Linked DNA regions of Sus scrofa: region 2 is linked to region 1. The links are chromatin contacts, called in public Hi-C maps. All regions are on one chromosome and are shown on one strand. Each heading gives the region's core, a stretch centred on a gene start, on an enhancer-like site or on the middle of the called end of the contact. The rest is flanking DNA. Distances are from core to core; before and after follow the strand shown.

The links. Hi-C and Micro-C count contacts between places; a contact is called where the count stands out from the background.
Region 2: a contact with region 1 is called in a Hi-C map of embryonic fibroblasts, with 6 times the contacts expected there. The contact joins the enhancer-like site here to the promoter of SNAI1 in region 1. A contact is called at or near these places in 3 of 5 promoter capture datasets (fetal liver, fetal skeletal muscle and liver), 12 of 47 Hi-C or Micro-C datasets (alveolar macrophages, embryonic fibroblasts, fetal skeletal muscle and 8 more) and 1 of 2 datasets of contacts at active chromatin or transcription factors (alveolar macrophages).

Annotation. Positions count from the first base shown.
Region 1 is chr17:51,542,450-51,548,010 of Sscrofa11.1, reverse strand. SNAI1 (zinc finger protein SNAI1) reads right to left here and starts at 1,565. Exons shown (of 3, transcript XM_021077961.1): 1 at 1,371-1,565; 2 at 64-591. The coding sequence starts at 1,452.
Region 2 is chr17:51,957,670-51,962,967 of Sscrofa11.1, reverse strand. No RefSeq gene overlaps it. Among named protein-coding and RNA genes, the nearest start is that of PTPN1, 57 kb to the left of the region's middle. Within about 2 kb of position 1,882, at least 21 of the 83 cell types and tissues checked have an H3K27ac peak or open chromatin away from gene starts, as enhancers often do. A contact at or near this core is called in alveolar macrophages, embryonic fibroblasts, fetal liver and 2 more, where this site is marked.

The DNA of each region.
Region 1 (5,561 bases), core at 316-2,815:
GGCAAGAGCTGGCAGAGAAGGCATGGGAGGGTCAGAAAGGCAGCCAGCCTGCAGGGTACTCACCGGTGTGGGTCCGGACGTGGCCCTGCAGCAGCCAGGGCCTGGAGAAGGCCTTCCCGCAGGTGCCACACACGCAGGGCAGCGTGTGGCTTCTGATGTGCATCTTGAGAGCACCCAGGCTGACATACTCCTTGTTGCAGTATTTGCAGTTGAAGGCCTTGCGAGACTGGGGGTCTTTGGCCACGGAGAGACCGGCCAGCTGCTTGGGCAATTGGCCCAAGCCTGGGAAGGCAGCATAACTCTCGGCCTCCAGGGAGGAGGCTGAGGTGGAAGAGAAGGACGAAGGAGCCGGTGAGGGTGGGCTGGGGGGCTGGGAGCCTTTCCCACTGTCCTCGTCAGACAGGGAGGTCAGCTCGACAGCCCTGGGGATCTCCTGGGGCAGAAGGGAGGCCCAGCCAATCGGCTGGGCTTGGGGTGCCAGGAGAGAGTCCCAGATGAGCGTGGGCAGTGAGGCGGTGGGATTGAGGACCTCAGGAGGTGGGATAGCTGCCAGCAGGTGGGCCTGGTCATAGGGCTGCTGAAAAGTGAACTCTGGTGGGGAGACAGAGAAAAGGGCAAAGTTAGGCATTAAGTTGGTCAGTCAGTCTGTCAGTCAGCAAACATTTGCCTGATGTGGGCCAGGGGCTGAGTGGGGTTGGCACTCCGTGCTTATTAAATGAATAAGAGAGGGTTACTGCTTTTAAATGAGTAAAAGACAGGTTTCTGCCCTGGCAGAGCCCACTCCTCAGCCAGGTCACCCGTTCTTCCATCTCAACTTCCAGATCTTACAGGAAGGATCCCTCCAGCTCAGGGAGGTCATTCCTAGGTTTCCTTCCTCCTGAGCTGACCAAGTCCCCAGCCTGAGGAAAGACCCCAGCACCCTGGCCCCTAATCGCCTCGGCTGCCGAGGCACTGCGCTTGTCCCAGACCCCCTTCCATACACGTCTCTCCTCCTGCCCCCTCCCCCCAAATCCTCTGGACTCCGGACTCTTCCCAGACACTGGCCGGCGGGTATCCAGACACAAGCCTCTTCCCCCCATTTCAGTGCTCTTGGGGCTCCCCGCCTCTCGGCGCCTAAAAAGTCCCCTCAGCCCAAGACCACCGCCCTCTAAAAGCCCTCTCCCAATCTCCCAGATCCACCTGCCCGGGGCTAGTCACATCCCTCTCCACGTTTCTCCAGGCCGTATCCTTTGACTCGACTTTGGGCCCTCGACTTTGGGCCCTCGATTTTGACCCCAAGTCCCTTCCCCTCATATGCCGCCCCCGCACCAAGCAGCCTTCACCGAGTGCTCCCCCCAACCCCCCGGGGGTCTGGCACCCCATCCACTCACCTGGAGAAGAGTCGTGTAGCTCGCTGTAGTTGGGCCTCCGTCGGGAGCAGGCGGGCTTCCTGACGAGAAAAGAGCGCGGCATGGTGGCCGAAGCAGCGGGGGGGTCACGGGGTCGCGCAGGGATCGCAAGGCCCTCCACCCGCAAGGCCGTGCAGCTGCGCTGTGAGTGGAGACGCGCCTCCAACTCCCTTAAGTACTCCACCAGCGTGTGGGCGGGGGCCGAGCGCTGCCACGCCCCCTTTGTCACCTCCAAACCAATCAAGGAGGGCCTTCGCCGGAGACCACGCCCCAAGCAGGTGCGCCTGGGGCTGGCGGGGCTCGCGCCGCGTGGCGCTGGGAGCCGGGTGGGGCAACTGGGACGCCGGGCTGAGGGCGCTGCTCTCCTCGCTCCGCTGCGGGCTGCCGGAGGCGTGGCGCCAGGAACCCCGGCCTAAGCCGGACCCCCTTCGGGACCCGTGCGCCCGCCAGCTCAGCGTGGCACAGTCGCCCGCCTCTGGCGCCCCCTGGCGCCACGCGCCGTGGGTCTGGGCACCTGACTTTCCGAAAAAACCGCCACCGCCTCGGGTTTGGGAAGGGGTGGGAAATTTCCTTTGCCCGAAGGGTGCCTCGCAAAGAGCGTGGGATTGACGAGGGAGGGAGATAGGCAATGGACACCTTCAGGTGGCTGCTGGCCGTGTGCAATGCCACAGCCTTTTCTGCAAAGCAAACGGGCATCATCTAGAAAAAAATGCATCCGTTCCCTCAATTATCACATGTTTGCGGAGTGCCCACTAACGTGCCAGGCACTGTTCCTGGAGCTGGGGATACAGCCCTGAACAAAACACTCAGGGTCTCTGCCCAAAGGTAGCACCCCGTCCGGTAGAGGAGACAGACGAAGTAAACAGACAATTCCAATGCAAAGGGAAGTGTGCTTTGATGGGGGGAGGAGGGGGAGACCACAGGGCACTGTGACAGTCAAGAGGCGGGTCACTTGACAGGGGGTCGGGGGCAGCTTCCCAGAGGAAGTGAAGAAATACTGAGGGGAAAGGCCTGAGGTAGGAATCAGTAACTATTTCAGAGCCGCTGAGAGCAGCTCCCAGGGATGGGGGTGGGGTGCAGGGCAGAGGGGTCAGGTCTGCTGGGCGTCCAGGGCCTGGAGGAGTTTGGACTTTGCCCCAAGGGCACTGGGGAGCCAAGGAAGAATTTTCAGCTGAGGAGGGACCTGTTGAGAGTTTGAGAAAGACTGGGCAGGTGGGAAAAAGAAGAAGGGAAGGCAGGGGCTGCCATGGTCTCTTTGCTTGTCTGGGGTCAGCAGTACTGTCTGAAGGACCTAATGCTGGGCTCCACCTGGGGCAGGGGGTGGGAGGGCACTGACTGATTCAATGTGGGGACAGCTGTACCCTTGCGCTCAGCGTTCCTGTGAGCCCACCAACTTTGAGAGCTATGCCAGGCCTGAGGGAGAGATGGGGCACAGAGATAAATCCACAAGCCCCACCCAACTTGTTCCCACCTGTGAAGCAAGGACCATGAACACCTGTAAGCCTCTCCACTCCACACCTAGAACAGGGCTGGGACAACTGTCTGTTTGGGTCATAACAGCGGTGAACAAAACAATCTTCCTTACCCTGTTCTAATTGGTGAGGGGAGGGTAAGGTGGGGGACAGGGCATAGGCAGTCTTTAGGAAGAATATATCCCCTTCTACATCTCTTTAGTTCCAGTCCCTATTTTCCACGTGCCTCCAGAGGGAGAGAGTAAGGCTGTGTCCCTCTGCTCAAACCCTCCCCTGTTCCAATCTGCCTCAGAGTGAAAGCTCTCTTCTCCACAGGCCTCCACCTGCTGATCTGACCTCTGCTGATCTTGTCTGGAGCCACTCTCCTCCGCTTCCCCTGCACTATGATTCCCCGCCCCTTTTTCTGTTCCTCCACATCCCAGCCCTGGCCCACCACAGGACCTTGGCACCTGCTGTTCATCATCCCTGCCCCCCCCCAATCTCTTTCCCCCTAGATCTTCACCTGGTTAGCTCCTTTGCAGTCTTTGTTTCAGTGTGAACTTCGACAACTGCTCAGCCTCATTAGTAATGACTGAAATGCAAATTAAAACCGAAGTGAGATACAATTTCACACTCATCAGAAAGATAAAAAGTTAAAATGTGGTCAATAGCAAGTGTTGAGGATGTGGAGGCAGGAGGGCTTTTGTCCTGTGCTGGTGAGAGTGTCATAGGGACAAGCCACTTTGGAAAAGTTTGGCATCATCTAATAACAGGTGATTCTCTTCCCAGCAATTCTACTTCCAAGCCAAATGCATCCCAGAGGCTCTCAGCCCCCACCTGCAGATTAGATTCCCTGAGGGAACGTTAGCCTGGGCCCCACCCCCAGAGTCCTACTGATTTGATTAGTCTGGGTGGGGCCCTCTGGTATTAGCATTTACAAAACCTCCCCAGGTGATTCTAGTGAGCAGCCGAGGTTGAGACCTGCTGGCCCAGCACTAATCCCAGAAGAAACAATATTCATTGCACCCTTGTTCCTAACAGCAACAAAGAACAAAACAAACAAAAAAACCTGGAAATAACTCAAGTGTTTGTCAACAGTAGAATGGATTAATAAACTGTGGTACAATCCCACAGTGAAATACTATACAGCAATAAAAACGAATTACAAGTTCCCGTGCAGAGCAGCAGTTTAAGGACCCGGCATTGCTGCAGCTGTAGCACAGATTGCAACTGCGCTGCGAGTCAACCCCTGGCCCAGGAACTTCCACATGCCGCAAGGGCAGCCAGAAAAAAATCCAAAAAACAAAACTACAACTCCATGCAACACAATAGGGATGAATCTCGGAGACATCATTTTAAGCAAAAAGAACCAATTCGAACCAATGCATACAGTTAGTTGGATTTACATCAGGTTCAAAAGCAGGCAAACCAAACCCTTTATTGTCGAGGAATGTATATGGAGGTGGTAAAACTACAAAGAAAAGCAAGGAAATGTTTAACACAAAATTCTGGAGTGTGGTTAGCTGGGGGAGGAGGGGCTTCTAGTGTGTTCTTGGTAATGTTCCGTTTCTTTTTTTAAAATTTTTAAATTATAGGAGTTCTTGTCATGGTGCAGCAGCAACAAATCTGACTAGGAACCATGAGGTTGCGGTTTGATCCCTGGCCTTGCTCAGTGGGTTAAGGATCCAGCGTTGCGGTGAGCTGTGATGTAGGTCGCAGACACAGCTTGGATCTTGTGTGGCTGTGGCTCTGGTGTAGGCCGGCAGCTATAGCTCCCATTCGATCCCTAGCCTGGGAACCTCTGCATGCCGTGATTGGGGCCCTAAAAAGGAAAAAAAAAAAAAAGTATTATAGTTGATTTACAATGTCCTGTCAATTTCTGCTGTCCAGGGTTATGTTCTGTTTCTCAAACAGGAAGAAATGTATTATTAGTCTTTAAACTTCATGTAGACAATTTATATACTTTTGGTAAGAATAACATTGAACATAAATTTTTAAGTCACCTCTTCGAGGGAGGCTTCTCTGATCATCCCAGCCAAAGTAGGACCCTGCCTCACCCACCACATCACTTTATTCCATTACTCTATTCAGTTTTCTTCAAAGCACTTAGTAGGTGCTCAAACAAGCGCTTGGTAAGTGACGGATTACTGCTCTACCTCCTCCTGGGTCACCCTGAGCTTCAATTTATTTCCTCAACTGTAAAAGGTGGGTGTTCTATCGCGTGGAGATGCCAGGATGGGTAGAGTTTGGAGGCCGCTGGTACGCAAAACGCCATTGCCCGGGCCTCCCACTTTCCATTTTCCTCAGGTGGGTCACCTGCGCCCTCCCGGAGGTGTAAGCGGGGAGGGGCCTTCCTCGGATCTGGGCAGTGCCCTCCCTTGTGACTGAATTGTCCCCGCGGTTTCTCCTCCCCGCTCGCCCCTGCGCGCTCCTCCCGCCAGGAGGCGGCCGGAGACAGCGAAGTGGGAGGAGGGTTTGGGCGAGGCCCAGGAGCCGCCGGCCAGCTCCCGGAGGTGCGGTCCCAGGCCGCCTTGCAGGTGAAGGCGAGGCGACACTTTTGATGCGGTGCTGTCAGGGCCTCCCAGAAAGGAACGGGCTCTGCGGCTGGGCTGCAGCGGACCCGGCCGGGCCAGGCCGTCTCTCCCCGCCCCGCGCCCCGGGGCGCGGCCCTGCGGCGCCCTCTGCTGGTCGTAGCTCGGGGCTGGGTGCCCGTGCCTCGAAT
Region 2 (5,298 bases), core at 633-3,132, 410 kb before region 1:
GAGTTCCTGTTTAAATGGAAAGAGTTCAGGCTGCAGGAAAGTTTGAAAATTCTTGACAAGGACAAGAAATCTCAAGTGGTCACTCTGTTTATTACTTATATCTTGTTCTTTGAGAAATAGGATTTTCCACAGCTTACAACAGGAGGGGCAGACCCAGTAAAACCACTAAGACAGAGGAGAAATACCAGGAAAGGATTGGAGTCAAGATGCCTGTCCCTCCCTCCAGGCTGAGAAAGCCTGGATTATATTTGAGCTTGAGGCTTTATTCGAATCATATTTGCAGAGGATGCAAAAATCTTTGTGGATGTTTATTTTCCTCAAGAGAGAGGTTGAAGGCAGAATGCCTTTTAGAAGCTGGGAAAAAAAATGCCAAGCAGGGTAACATAGAACAGTGTTTCCTACTCTTACAATTGCCAAATCTTGAAGTAAACGAATTATTATTCACTTAATATTTTTCTTTAACTCATATAATTGTTTTAAAAACCTTAAATACAGTTGTTTCACCTGGAGAAGTAATATCCATGGTTCTGATGAGATAGCAATATATGCATTTTTTCAAATGTGTGTCAATACGTAATGAATACTAAATTGGAGGAGTTCCCGTCGTGGCGCAGTGGTTAACAAATCCGACTAGGAACCATGAGGTTTCGGATTCAATCCCTGACCTCGCTCAGTGGGTTAAGGATCCAGCGTTGTCATGAGCTGTGGTGTAGGTTGCAGACATGGCTCAGATCCTGAGTTGCTGGCGCTCAGGCGTAGGCCAGAGGCTACAGCTCCAATTAGACCCCTATCCTGGGAACCTCTATATGCTGTGGGTGCAGCCCTAGAAAAGACCAAAAAAAAAAGACAAAAGCCCAACTTTATCCATGTACCACTTAGAATAACCTTGTAAATCAACAGTGATGCCTGTGCTAACCATTTAAAAATGCTGGGTCGTCAGACACTGGCAGTTGCCATGCCAACTGCCATTCCCCCCTTCTGGCAGAACCCTGACTTTGTTCTGCTAGCCAGGTGCCTGGCTCTGGGAAATAAACTACATTTGGTTAAAGCAACTATGGCCATTCTATCCTCCTGGTCCTGTGATTGGTCTAGGGGTGGTCTATGGCCAAGGGGGAAACTCTGCTGGAGGCTTCTGGGAAAGGATTTCCTCTCTGATAAGAAAAAAGCATATGAAGAGAGGCCTATTTGCCTTTTTTCTTCCTTTTGGACTGCGGACTTAGCTGTGAGAAGAGGTGATGAGTGAGCTGTGGCAGCCGTCTTGTGACATTAGGTGATCAGCCTAAGGACAAGGTGCTGACTTGCTGCTGAAGGCCAGGAGTGTCAGTCCTTTACAACAACCTTCAGATGCCAAATACATCCTAGGGTCTCCAATCTCCAGAAGTCTTTTAAAAAACAATAAATGTTATTATAGTCTAAACTACTATTGTGGAGCCTCTGAAACGATCCTAATGGATCCAATTGGCTTTGTCCATTAGAGCTGGATTCCAGGACCAAAGAGGCTCATGGCCATATTCCAGCTTCACCAAATACTCCTAGCTCTGCTATCCTGGGAAAGTGACTTAACTTTTCTAAGCCTTACTACTTATCTCAGACAATGATTTTTGAGAAAAAAATTAAAATTCATTTCAAGCACTTAGAATATGAAAGTAGTATTATTTCTTTAGGGTTCATGTAATCCTTTAAAAAACAGGGGGTGGTGGAAGCAAATGCACAGAGACAGGAGGTTGACAGCACCTAACTAAGGGCTACCAGCCTGGCACAAGAAGAGCAGGAGAAGATCTGAGTGTCAGAGCTGACCACAAGCTGCAGATGAGTCAGTGCTTCATTTGAACAAACTTAGTGGAAGCCTGGGGGACGAGACTACGAGTGTGATAGGCAGACTCCTGGCTGTGAACTTTCTGCTTCATGGTTCGTGACTCACACTTTCCAGGAGCATAGACACTACAGTTGGTCATCTCATCTTTTTAAAGGATGTGGGAAGCTGACCTGAGTCCAAAGGCTTGGAGGCAGTGGCCTGGGGGCTATTTACGTAAGAGACTGGAACGATACAGGGGCAAGGTCATCACTGCCTTATGTTTAACTTTACAGAGCAGCTGTTGGCTATGTCTATAGCAGCCTGAATGAAAGGAAATAGACCAGGAGGTATAGCATGAGCAGAAGGAGCACTGGATGGTGAGTCAGTAAACTCGTGACTCCACTGTGTGATCCAGAGAAGTTTCCTCTCCATTCCCGATCTCTGTATCTCTGAATGTCCAGTGGGGCTCCAGAGCAAACTATGATCTGGAGGAAGTGACGATGATAGATAGAAATGCATTTGGCTACAAGTAGCTGGAAATCCAAGTGAGTGTGGCTCAAACAAGGAAGGGTTTATTTCCCACCCCCCATAATAAAAAGTTCAGAGGGAGGCAGTTGCTGGTCTTGATTTAGTGGCTCAGGAAAATCAGGGCTCTTGCGAGCATCTCTGCAATTCTCTTGGCTCTCCGTCATGGTTTCAGGATGGATGCTTAGTCCTTGTAATGATGGGAAGAAGGGCAGCAACCTCCACTTCTTTCCCTTTTATCCCAAAGTGAAAGCTTTCCTTATTCGAATCCCCAGAACTCCTCTCATATCTCTTTTGGCAGAGCTGATCACAAGACAGATTCTATGCCTGACCCAGGTGCAAGGGATGCCGGGAAAGTGAGGATCTGCTCACCGATGGGAAAGGTGAGAGGAAGAAGGGAATAGGTATTGGGTTTGCCAGCCCCAGGGTCTCAGGGCTGCAAACTCCTAATCCTGGCCCCTGAGACCTTGGGTGTCCAGAGCTATTCTTGTCCACCTGTGGCCCTCCCAGCTCCGGTGCAAGTTGTGAGAGAAAGACCTGAATTCGAATCCTGCCTCCAACACTGTCTCCCTGTGGGGCTGTGGGAAAGTCACTTCAAGTGTCCGAGACTTCATGTCTCAACAAGACAGAAAATACAATTCAACTCCTAACTCTGGCTCCAGGGCCGGCTTTAATGGGTGAGCACCCTGTGTTGTCACACAGCACCCTGCGCTCCAAAGGATCCCATGCTTAGTTTCAAGTTCTGCTGTGGCCGTTTTGAAATCCTTGATAATTTCGAACAAGGACGCTGTGTTTTTGTCCTGCTAATCCCCTAGCAGGTTCTGTGCAGTTTCTCAGGGCCTGTGTGAACCACCTCTCTACCCACTCTGGCCTCACTCCCTGCTACCCTTTGGTTCCCACAAGATGCCCTTCTCCTCTCAAGCGCCCCAAGCTCACTCTCCCCTCGGAAGGGCATGAGGCGCAGTGGCTCTCTGCAGAGGGGGCCACCCCTAAAGGAGCTGGAAGCTGTCTGCTGACCACTCTCTCCATGGCCAGCAGCAAGGCCTTCCTGGAAGGGGCTCTGGTGGTAGGTCTCCCTGTCCACACTTTATGCTTGTCCTCAACTAGCTGCTTACCACCTCTTGATAACACATTTGGGGGCAAAACTTGAGGATGCTGGTGGATGTGGGAATGAAGCAGTGCAGCAGAGGGGTGAAGACCTTGGGTTTGGAGTCAGCATTCCATCATCTAATTGCTGTGTGGCCTTAAGCAAGTCACTTCATGTCTCTGAGCCTCAGTTTCTTTCTCTGTAAAGTAAGGACAATAGTACTTACTTCATGGTGCTGTTGTGAAGACAAGTAAGCTGGGAAAAGGCTCAGCATAGGGCCTAATACTTGGTAATCCTTCAGCAAGTGGTCATTGTTATTGGAATATCAAAATTCTGAATGGATAATGAATATTTGGGGAGTGAAAACAAAAAGTTACCTCTTCCCTGAAACTAGTACTGCTTTTCTCTCCTTTCACCTTTCAGAGCACTTGACAGGGGTTTCTTGGTGCCTATTCAGATTCGTTAACCACTGCGCCATGCTGAGAACTCCAGGCAGGGATTTCTTATGGTCTGCTTTTGCCACAGCCATTTGTCTTCCAGTCTGGAAATAGCTATTTACCCACTTGTATACTCCAGGTTGAAAATGACAGAAATAAACCCACTTCATAATGGCTTAAGAAAAAAAAGTGTGTGTGTGTGTGTGTGTGTGTGTGTGTGTGTGTGTGTGTGTGTGAGAATGTATTGGTTTCTGTACATGTCTTGAGATGGGTTCAGTTTCAGGAATGGCTGTATCCAGATGTGCATCTGTTAAGAACCCTCTCTTTCCAATTCTCAGTTCTGTTTTCTTCTGTGTCAGGATGTGGTGACAAAGAGTCCCCAGCATCTCAGGCTTGCATTCTGCCAGGTCAGCATGCCAAGTGTATAGAAGCTGACTTTTCTACATAATCCCAGCATAAGTCTGAGATTAACTCAGGTTGGCCTGACTTGGGTCACATGCCCATCCCAGAACCAATCCTTGGGGCTGGAGGATGGAACACACTCATTGCTTTGCACTGATCCACCTACTACTCATGTTGGGGTGACGGCCCACTTCCTCCTGAGCCACATGGAATGACACTGGGGAAGGAGTGGTTCCCCAGAAGATGAGGGGATGAACAGTGGGAAGGAAAAAACAACAGTTGGCAACTGAATACCTCCCTCAACTGTCCTGCTACCTCTATTCCAAGGCTTCCTTTGCATGTGCTTGGTACTTGATAAACGTTCATTAAATGAAACAGTGATCGTACAAAGTAAACCACAAGAAGAAAATCCATTTGCTTTATCAGGAAGGGTGCGATCTTGGGGATAATTTCCTAGAAGGAGTAACGCAGCTTCTGATTTTCTAAGTCCTGCCCATTTCCATTCTATTCTCCCAGGCTGGCATCATTTCCAACTTCAAAACCTAGACTCTGCCTGCTTCAGTGCAGGTAGATCGAGGCTGCTTCATGCAGCCATGTCCTGCAGTGGGGCCTCCGCCCACTGCAGGCCTGGGCAGATGGCAGGTGAATCAAGAATGGCTCACTCTGCCCCGTGGAAAATGCACAGGAGGCTCCAGCCCAGGGAGACGGTGAGCAGCGTCTGATAAACGGAGGCGTCGCTGGCCTCTTCCCTCCCCTCATTGGCCGGCTCCAGCAGGTCACACTTTCACCCAGTTCCCTTTCTCATGGAGAACTTCTGAAGAATCCTCTTGGTGCCTGAGTCACCCACAGGGACTGGGCAGGTGGTACCTGGAGCAAGACAGACCTAGCAGACTTGGACACACACGCTCAACCTGAGGGGGTCCCTAGGGCTCTGCTGCAGCCCATTGTGGCCCCATGAAAAACGTGGGAGCAGTGTAGGCAGACCTTCTGGATTTTTAGCAGACTGTTTTTTCAGAGGTTCGCAGCAAAACTGAGTGGAAAGTATAGAGAAT